Regions from separate parts of the Danio rerio genome. Here regions 2 and 3 are each linked to region 1. The links are chromatin contacts, called in public HiCAR-type maps. All regions are on one chromosome and are shown on one strand. The core of a region is the stretch at or near the end of the contact, and the rest is flanking DNA. Distances in the headings are between cores, read along the strand shown.

Region 1 (3,543 bases), core at 540-3,039:
GACATTGCTGGCAGAATCACCTGGCCTTAGCACCTAGGATTTCTGAATCCAAGACTTTGTGTAGCTAACATACTAGAAAAACAAGCTTAGGAGCAGTTGTTTGTGTTGATTCTGCGTGCTGTTGTTTCATTTAAGGGTTTGCCATGAAGCATGGCTGTGTTATCTCAGAACTTAAAGGTCAGGCTGTAGGTGTTGTATTGCAGTCTTGTGACTTTAGCAGAATTGTTTAAAATCATTGAAACGGAGACTGAGGGAATTGCCTGCTGTATTAATGCTGGCAATTTGAAGCAAGGCCAAGGCTAGTACTGGAAACCTTAATAGACCTTAATGCTTCTGTAATTATAATACCACATTACTTCTGTATTGTTTTTCTTTGTTTTGTTTTTTGTTTAACATCCACATATTCCTCTTTATTGTGCCTAACTCAACACCCTCTCCTTTTTAAAGGGGATAATTCCTCCAAAAAATGCTCAACCTTATGCTTAAATTGTGTTACACAAAACAGCATGTTGTTTTGGATACCATTGATGTTTGTAGATCAGTTGAATTGTTCTTCAGAATATCATTTTTGGTGTGGGACCAGCCCTAAAGGTTTGGTGTCACATAAAGGAACACACTTACAGAAGTTTCCTTTTAATAGTCAGTCTGACTATATTCAAGCAAGACTAGTTTGGCTTCATATTTTTTCCCTTGCTTTGCATATATTTAACATCTTCATATAATTTGTAATAACTTGCAGCTCCCAGCCTCATAATAACTCGGCCATCTTGCACCATTCCCTTTTTTCTGCCTAATGCAAAGGCCCATGGGAAAGAGAACGAAGCTGCTGGCAAATCATATCAGATGCATGGAGCCATCTGCCTCTACACCTGACACTGTAACACTCTCTTCCATCCATCCAGTTGGGTCTCAACCCCACCAAATGCCTTTTCCTGATTAACAATAGTTTCATTTCGAGCCCTTTCACTCAGGCTCGTACGTTTCCACCATCCTTTGGGATCTTCGCTCTTCCTTTCCACCTGCTCAGTGAGCGTAACCTCGGATGACAAGCTGCTCAATATTTAAAATGGCAAATGCTACAGAAAACTAGAGCACTGGAGCACAGAGTCTGCGTTGGGTTTTGTGCTGTTTACTTCTGTGCAAGCTTTTGTTACTAGTTGGAGGGCGAGGATTGAAATATCAGCAGATAGATTTCCACAGTTCCACTTTGGCTGAACCGAATCTCATTCAAGCATCTATGGTCATTGTGAGAGGGCAGGTTTAGGAGGCTGGCTGACGCACACAGGGCCTTCTCCTCCTGGCTTTTTTCTCTCTCTCTGTCTTTGAACCAGATCTCTGTTCTCAGCGGGACTAATATGACTCTCTCGCGCTCGCTAAGTGGACTCCTTTGGAGGTTTCCACCACAAAGAGGGACTATAAATGGGGACAGATAGATCTACGTGAAGTGTTCAAAGACATCCGCTTCCCCATCTCTCTGTTCGCTGGGTGGGTGGAAAGATCAAACCTTGAGCCTTTCATTAACACCAGCAGACTGAGCACTTTCACAATTAGATATTTTTTTTATTTCATTGCAGAAAAAGCCTTCGGGGTGAAAATTTGAGGAATGTCACCTCTTAACAAGTCTGTAATTGGTTCTCAGCTTTCTTCGCTTCCACCTGGAGAAACATGGTATGACTAATCGTATGATTGACGGGGAGCTGAAAAAATGAATTATGTGCACAATAAGGCCTTGCATAAGGTTAACAGCTCCTGCCAAGTGTTGAGAGAACAGTGGCTGTGTTGTACCTGTGTCGGTTGTCATGGAGGTGTGTCCCAAAGCGAAGACCGCGATAAAGACAGCTCAGTATCTGTGAAGGCTTTGTTTTGCAATGTTTACCCTTCAACAGCCGTGAATCGCCACGTCACAAGCTTGTCTTGACTGCTCAGATACGTTCAGTTGGATTCTGCTTAATGTTATCATTCTCTTTTTGACTGACAGTAAAAATGCCCAGTGTAGCGTTTACAAGGCGAAGGATGGTGCAACTGTCTGCTTGACTTTGCATCATTGTATTTGCCTCATTAGCTTCTTCCAGCGTATTTGCGCAATGATTAAGTGCGTTGTATGCTAGACAGCGCCACCTCCACATTGCAAGTGGAGTGGAAAGCTTATTATTTTTGCCCTACATTTCCTCCTTTCTAGGCCTGGATGTAAAATTCCCATGACAGCAGGGCTGTTTGTTAGTCATGCGTGTACAAGGACAATTAAATGCATGTTATCTTCGGGACTCCCCATGTTAGAATCTATTTTGCTCTAATTGCACTTAAATAAACATATTTTAGGTCATTGTCTTTGGCTGCATTGATGCGGATGATCTCCTATCTTTAGCTCACTGTTTCTCTTTCGGGCAGTCCTACGCTGTGGCCGTAGCCTGCTCCTGCTATATTTCTCATCTGACTACTAAATATATACCGTAGAGATTTAGTATGACACCGCTAGATGTAATTTACATATGTTGGTCATAATCAGCAAGGCTATTTGTAGAAGAAACAGCTGTTGTTTGTTGCGGCGGAGACTGTGCTGCTGCAATTCTGCAGGCACAGCAAACCCTCGCGGCCCTTTTAATAAATCATAACCATTTCATCTAGGAAGGTAATAACTCAACCAGCTCCATTCTATTCACTTTCATCCATGTTTTTTGGACTTGAAGACAAACTCCACTTTTCTCTCCAAGTTTAATGTAGGGAGTTGAGAATTGTTTTCAGGCTTTTTATTAATATTATTATTAAAGCAGGCTGATTAAACAAGTTTTTGGGACCACACAATCTTTTGCAATTGTTTAGTGGCAGAAATCACACGTTTCACTGTATATAATGCAACGTAATATGTATTTATATAGCATATTTATCGTGTAGGGCCAGTCTGGATGTCCCAATAAGGTTTCTTGACCCCGAGCTTGAGTCAGAGTCATTTGATTTTGAGTATCTACCGAAACCCGTTCCTATCCTTCTATAATACATGAAAAAAAAAATAAAGAAGAGCAAAGAAACAGATACAGGATGTTCCTTATTTATTTTTATTCACCTTATTTTAGCATTCAACAACTCTGTTAACAAACAGAGCACTTTTCTGTGAGGTAGCTTAAACAATCAAGTAAAAAATACATATTTCACAGTTTACTTGTATGTGTATGTGTATATATATATATATATATATATATATATATATATATATATGTATATATGAGACAGAGAGAGACAGAGAGAGAGAGACCTGATCGGGGGGTAATGTCTGATTCCGATTGAGTCTGAAACCAAGTGATTGAGCCCGATTTCTGATCAGATCTGGACATCCCTTCTGGCCATACACTCAAAGTGCTTCACCATCATGAGGGTGGAGAGGAGAGATGGTCATAGAGCCAATTCGGTATATGGGGATGATTGGGAGGCCATGATCAGTAAGGGTCCATGAGGGGAGTTTAGCCAGCTTTTTACAAGAAGTGCCTTGGGATTTTTAATGACCACAGAGAGTCAGGACCTTGGTTTAGCATCTCATCCGAAAGACTT
Region 2 (3,543 bases), core at 775-3,274, 210 kb after region 1:
GTGATAGGTTGTAGCATGCTAGGCTCAGTTGGTTGTAGATTGGTTGTAACTGTTACTATGATCACAGAACCTTTAAAGAACCACATTTTACAGCGTCATTTGGCAATTAAGCTCCAGACAATCTTGAAGTATTTATCTTTGAACAAAAAGGTGGGAAATAAAGAACCCCAAATTTTTACACAAAGAATCATTTCAGGATAACAAGGTTGATATGGTTCTAAAGATAACTGTAGTGCAGTGTAAAGAAACTTTGAAAACTTTTTTTGTAAAAAAGTAATTTAGTACTTTGACGGTTACAAGTTTGAAAAACAAAAAGAGAATTCAACTTGATGATACAGTTTAAAATAGAACTTTTACCTATCCGCTTGTTAATTTGTGACATATGAAACAGGTCCAAAGCTGCTACTCATTTGAATTGGGAAAATATTCATTCATGACCATATTTTAATCATATCACATATTAAAGTGAAATTTATATTTAAAAAAATCATCGTGTACACAACAGTTTCTTGATTTGCTGCATCACAGACACCAATATTTTAACAATTTATAAAAAAATGTATCACTTTCTTTCCATCTGATTATAGGCAAGGCCGCTAAGCGTGACGTCCAATTTAACAAGTGTATATGTGCAAAGAACCTAAAGGGCTCCTATTTTACCCCTTTTACAAAATGTAAAATAAGCCTTTGGTGTCTCCAGAATGCGTCTGTAAAGTTTCAGCTCAAAATACCCGTTAGATAATGTATTGTAGTGTCCAGAATCTGCCTATTTTGGTGTCTGAAAACGTTGTAGCTGTTTTTGTAGCCTGTGGCTTTAAATCCAAATGAGCTGCTTCTCCCTGCCCACCGTTCCCACGTGCGTGTCTGCTTCTCATAATGCATTACGTCAGATAAACAGCAGTCAGTAACAGAGACAGGCTCGGATGAATCTGAAAGACAGCTCATTAGTCAAACACCAAGTAAGTTTATTTCATGTATTTGTGGTGGGGTTTATTCAAGCCTTTCTGAAATGATGAGTCTCACACAAATGCTGTTTACAGTACACACACACACACAAATTAGCGTTTACCAACACCATGCGGCCAATTATTAAGAAAGACCGCGATTTTACTGTCTTTATTACAAACATGCTCTGTTTTTAAAACGTTTTAAACTCATGGAGCTCAAAAAATCAGACGGACTTGTAACAGATATTTTAATACCGGTTTATTTGCAAAAAGAAGTTCTGTGGACATGTTACTACATGATATAATAGAAACATGGCGCCTGTCAATCAATTCAGTGGGTGAGGAAACTGCACTCCTACATCACGATGTGGTGGGCCTCAAAATCACTGGGATTTGGGTCCTATTTTTACATCAGGAAATTTAAAAAAAGAGACTTGTTGTGTTTATACCACTCCAGTATTAAAGTGGACACTCTATACATACATACAGATCTGTCCACTCCAAACAGTTCACAAAAGTTAATTTACATCATAGATCCCCTTTAAAGAATTTTTGTAAAGGGTGTTACATATTAAACACACACACACACACACACACAACAGCTTTAAAATTAATATTTTCAATTCAATACGAGTGTGAGAGAGAAAAAAGGAAAAGACTGTATGTGTTCTATACATAGACAGTAATTTTGTGGCCAAAATGTGCCATTGCAATTGAGGTCAATGAAATCACAATAAAAGCCTGGCATTTTATGTCACCGCTGTTGTGCAACAAGGACAGTTTAGATCCCAAATGGCATGAAACAAAATTAATCTAATATAAAAGTGAACAACCAAGGCCAAGTATACAAGTGCGACCCGGCAAAAAGTGACACATGATGAATCAGGTGATGGGTGTTAATCTGCACACACATTAGGGAAGAGGAAAACATCCACCAGCCATTGAAGGAGAGGGTGGTTCGTGGCCTGGGGAGGTACAATATGTTTGGGATGGAGGCTGGCATGCTGGTTTATGTGCTGTAGAGTGACAGATGTGGGCTGTGCTGTTGCGCCTCAGGAAGAGAGTTGGCACAGGCACGGAACACGGGGGTAAGAGGTCACATTACTAACACAACATCCAGCAGGTGGCGTTACAAGTACAGTCTTCACTAACTGACCCACAAATGTATTCTCTTATAATCAACCAGAAATCAAAAACTAGAAAGTAAACTTTCTTTTAATTTTTATTTTAGTTTAATGTAAACATTGGCTAACCAATATATATAGTAAATATACACATCTTAATATACAGTGCTTAGCATTATAAGTACACGCCTCACAAATCTATCTTTTAACTTCATATTTTGATTTTGATTTTTGATTAGTCAGTACTGAAGCCAAATCAGGAGCTTATCTAACAAAAAAACTTATATAAAATTATAAATTAAGTATAATTTGTCTTATAGAAAAATGTTAAATACAAATTTAAAAAGAGGAAAAATCAAGAGGAGCAAAATAATATATATATATATATATATATAAGATTTATTAAAATTTAGTAGGTTGTTTTTTAATCAATATTTTGCTTGAATTTAATTGTATTATCTTTCAATTTCTAAATATGTTTGGTGACTAAAATATTATTTTAATAAATATATTTGTTTAATAAATCTGTTTTGTTTAAATGCATTAAAATACGTTGCCTATATTCACTGAGAAATGGATAAAAATATTCATTTTCAAATTGTACTCAATTTTGTTGAGCACAGAATAGAGCAGGGGTGCCCAAACTCAGTCCTGGAGGGCCAGTGTCCTGCGAAATTTAGCTCCAACTTGCTTTGACACACCTGCCTGGAAGTTTCTAGTATAGATTGAAAGAGCTTAATTAGCTGGTCCTGGTGTGTTTGATTGGGGTTGGAGCTAAAATATGCAGGACATTGCCCCCCTAGGATCGAGTTTGGACACCCCTGGTATAGAGGTTAGTCTTTATCAGCATGTTGCCTTCAAGACTTTATAAGACTTTATTTTATTTTGATAAAGATGACAAAAACTATTTTAGTATTTCTCATTTTCATCGTCAAGTTCTTGCTCTAACATAACTATAATAATAATAATAATAATAATAATAATAATAATGATAATAATAATAATAATAATAATAATAATAATAATAATAATAATAATAATAATAATAATAATAATGATAATGATGATAATAATAATAATAATAATGAAGTAAAGAAAACTGCCAACATATATTTTAAAAACCAAAATATGACTGGGTTTATTTTTATTTATTTCCTTTTCTATTAAGGACCACAATGAAAATAAGTTTTTATTTTCTTTTATTTCATTTTTAAAACTTTATTGTGTATATCCATAACAAATTAAGCATATTTGTCAAATATGATATGATGTTGAATGCATGAACTAAACCCAATAAAATTACCAAATAATTTTTTTTTAATTATTCATTTTGATTAATGAATAAAACTACAACATTATGTCATTCTAAAATGTAATGTTTCCATATATATATATATATATATATATATATATATATATATATATATATATATATATATATATATATATATATATATATATATATATATATA
Region 3 (3,543 bases), core at 739-3,238, 160 kb after region 1:
ATTTGGGGCTTTTCATTAAGTGTTTTTTTACCCAGTCAAATAGACTGAAAGCAACCAAACACACTTAAGTGTTTCTTAGAAGCATTTTCTGAGTATTTATCTGCAGAATTCAATTACAGCACATTTTAAAAGGACATTTTCTCAAAATTAGTTTTTTTTTCTGCTGCACTGAACCAGAAATATCCACTTAACATTTTTCATATCTACATTCTGCAGGTTTTTACAGATATGTTTATACATAATTAATATATACACCATTTCATTCATTCATTTCATTTTTCAGCTTAGTCTTTTTATTAAACTGGGGTTGCCACAGCGGAATGAACCGCCAACTTATCCAACATAAGTTTTATGCAGCAAATGTCCTTCCAGCTGCAACCCATCTCTGGAAAACACCAATACACTCTTATTTACTCACTTATAAACTAATTACAATTTAGCTTATTCAATTCACCTGCACCGCATATCTTTGGACCTTGGGGGAAGCAAAGCACCCAGGGGAATCCCACGCGAACACAGGGAGAATATGCAAACTCCACACAGAAATGCCAACTGACCCAGCCGGGGCTCGAATCAGCGACCTTCTTGCTGTCAGGCGATTGTGCCAATCACAGCACCACCGTATTGCCCCTATCGTAATAATACCATGAGAAATGCTTCAGTTATGAATTGCAACAAGAAAATATTCCATACCATCAGAAGCTTATCTGTCCCTTTCTTTTTTGTCTGATTTTCATATTCTCATATAGGGCTGGGCCGATAAACAATATTATATTGAATCGCAATAAAATGTATGTCAATAACAATGATAAGCTCTGGACTTTTTACTTATATTTACTTGAGAGTCAATCAAACAGCAACAAAGGGAATGCAAAAGTGTGTTAAAATTAGAGATGGACCAAATATTTGGCCACGAATATTTATTGGCCGAAAATGTTATGCCATTTAATGGACCCTCTATGGTTTCAGTCATTGTTTGGGTACTTTTTAAAATTTGAAAGCATTAACAACTTATATCGAAATATATATCATTATCATTCAATATGGAAAATAATTAGCGAGATTTCATTTTTTGCCATATCGCCCAGCCCTATGCCCATATCCTTAAAATCAAAGTAATAACTATTTGTAATTCTGCATAGCTTGTTGATTTTGGCATATAAAGCTTTTTGACTATGCCTTTTTGTCATATCATTTTATTAATAACCATACTGTAGACAAATATACAAAATCTGAACTTTTTGAATGATACCATGTGATCAAATGTAACCCAGAGTACAACATTCAGATCGAATATTTACAGATCTCAAGACTCGGAGCCTCAGTATGCCATTCATCCATTGAGTGGGAGAAACATTGCGTGGCGGCTGTTTAAAGTTGCCATGACATTTACATTAAGTGGTATCTTCCCTCTTCATTCCCTGTCTTTTTATTGTAAAGGGCGACTTTCCATCTGCCCAGCAGGGCACAGGATTTAATTGCTTCCTTCTTGGATGCTCCCGTCCTGTATTGGGTTTTGTGTGCTTGTCACAGGCCGGTTTCGCCAGTGGTGAGAACATTTATCAAGAGCATTTATTTATATTGTTTACACAGAGCGGCCCACTGTGCACATTCTGAGCCACATTTGGACTCTCCAGCTGAGACCCATGAAAAAAATTTGCATTTGCGCTTTGTTAATGCCTCGCAAGGAGTTCTGTGAAAAGCTTTAGGCAGTTCCTCCCCCCTTCAGTAGCGAGCTCTCCCTTGGCCAGCTTTGTGATAAGGACATTTGCATAAAGGGGAATTTACATAGGCAAACTCACTGTACGGTCTGACTTGGAGAACCTTACCCAACGGTGGCACAATATTACTCTTCTGCATTTGACAGAAGCTCACTGTAGTCAACAAGATGAGAAACAAAGAGATCGAGCCACAAAGGGAAAACCGTTAGCAGCACGAGGGGAGTCGCGGTAGCTGTTGGGTATCCAAGCATGACTATAGCAGATAAGAGGCAAATATAGCCACGTCGAGGTTGGACAAAGACATATGGAACCAGTCTGCAGATGTTACCGATGTCATGTTGGCACGCAGCGGCAGTCGCTGGTTCCCACTGATTTACAGGTTCAGGCACAAACACAAGCCACAGCTTTACATGAGACAGATGAGACTGACAGGCACTAACACAGACACAGCATGGTGTCGCCGGAGGGTGAAATAACAGTCGCTCATTGGGTCTCAGTATGGGAACAAAATGCAGCACAGATAGAGATGTTGACAGGCTGGAAAACACTAGTTCTATCAAAGCTGGCCTGAGAGGAACCATAATCTATTTCCCTTAGGGTATGGAAAAGCGCTATAGCATTCATTCAGCAATCCAATACAGGAGGAATTTCAAAAAGGGCCCATTTTGCTTTTCACACTTTCAGCTTCATTTCTGTTGCCGTTTGAGCATGAAAAAGATCTGTAAGTTACAAAGCCCAAAGTCACTTCAAAGGACGTTCTTCTCTGTATCAGTAAGCAGCGTTTATTCACTCCCTTAAGCGCCTTGATTGTAGTTATGAGTTTTCTTCCCGGGGATGTACATGCCATCAAATCCTGAATTTAAATCATTTCTACCAAAGCTGCAAGGTGTAGTAGAGCTGCGTCAGTAGTAGTCTGCTGATGTAATATTTTCACAGCTCTTATACCGGTATACTGAGACTCTTCTCTAACTGCTTGCATTTATAGACATAATTAATGTTGTCTTTATTGTTTGACAGTTGATGCAAAAAAATGTAAAAAAAAGGCACCTATTTTACCCTTTTTTCCAGATTAAACAAAAGTCTTTTGTGTCTCCAGAATGTGTCTGTAAAGTTTCAGCTCAAAACACCCATCAGGTTTATTTATTATACCTTTCAGAATATTGGATTTTCTGCTCTGAACACAATGTAAATGTTTTTGTGGCCTGTGCGTTTAATGCTAGTTCTCCCCGCCCACCGTTCCCACGTGCCTGTCAGAGTGTGCCTCAGTCTCTGCCTCGACTACGTCAGATAAACAGCACAGTGACAGACATGAAGGAAGCAGATCTCACATAAACTTTGTGAAAACAATAGGAACTTTCCCAATGATTATTTGTTGTATTTGTGTGGAGTTAATTCAAGCCTTTCAATGAGTCACACACAATGTTTTAACAAAACTTACGCTCACACACAGTTCCCGTTTAACTTTGCACTGTTTTTGCATGCAAATGTGACACATTAATATCCACTGCTATATGGATATTCATTATGTTAATGTACAAAATAAACCTAATTTTACTGTCTTTATTGCAAACATGCACTGTTTTAAAATTGTGAAACTCATTCATGATCACATTTGATGATGATTGATGATCACAGAGAGCTGAACAGATCTTTTAATCCCAGTTTCTTTGTGCAAGTCCTATCTTGTTGATTTGGTTATACGAATTACTACTGAGTCATGTTATTATACGGCTGTCAATCAATTCTGTGGGCGGAGAAACACACTCTTACGTCACGTTGCGGTCGGCCTCAAAATGGGAGAGATTTGGATCCTATTCTAACA

Evidence for each region. HiCAR-type assays count read pairs that join an accessible place to other places.
Region 2: a HiCAR-type map of caudal fin shows a contact between it and region 1, with 8 times the contacts expected there. The contact joins two enhancer-like sites. A contact is called at or near these places in 8 of 18 Hi-C or Micro-C datasets (caudal fin, embryo, fibroblasts and 3 more) and 2 of 4 datasets of contacts at active chromatin or transcription factors (caudal fin and embryo).
Region 3: a contact with region 1 is called in a HiCAR-type map of caudal fin, with 4 times the contacts expected there. The contact joins two enhancer-like sites. A contact is called at or near these places in 3 of 18 Hi-C or Micro-C datasets (caudal fin and embryo) and 3 of 4 datasets of contacts at active chromatin or transcription factors (caudal fin, embryo and gastrula embryo).

The regions. Positions count from the first base shown.
Region 1 is chr11:33,581,787-33,585,329 of GRCz12tu, forward strand. It overlaps a transcript of sipa1l2 not described here. Among named protein-coding and RNA genes, the nearest start is that of si:dkey-238i5.2, 46 kb to the left of the region's middle. Within about 2 kb of position 1,790, at least 5 of the 62 cell types and tissues checked have an H3K27ac peak or open chromatin away from gene starts, as enhancers often do. A contact at or near this core is called in caudal fin, where this site is marked.
Region 2 is chr11:33,791,912-33,795,454 of GRCz12tu, forward strand. No RefSeq gene overlaps it. Among named protein-coding and RNA genes, the nearest start is that of egln1b, 19 kb to the right of the region's middle. Within about 2 kb of position 2,025, at least 4 of the 62 cell types and tissues checked have an H3K27ac peak or open chromatin away from gene starts, as enhancers often do. A contact at or near this core is called in caudal fin, where this site is marked.
Region 3 is chr11:33,737,758-33,741,300 of GRCz12tu, forward strand. No RefSeq gene overlaps it. Among named protein-coding and RNA genes, the nearest start is that of egln1b, 73 kb to the right of the region's middle. Within about 2 kb of position 1,989, at least 7 of the 62 cell types and tissues checked have an H3K27ac peak or open chromatin away from gene starts, as enhancers often do. A contact at or near this core is called in caudal fin, where this site is marked.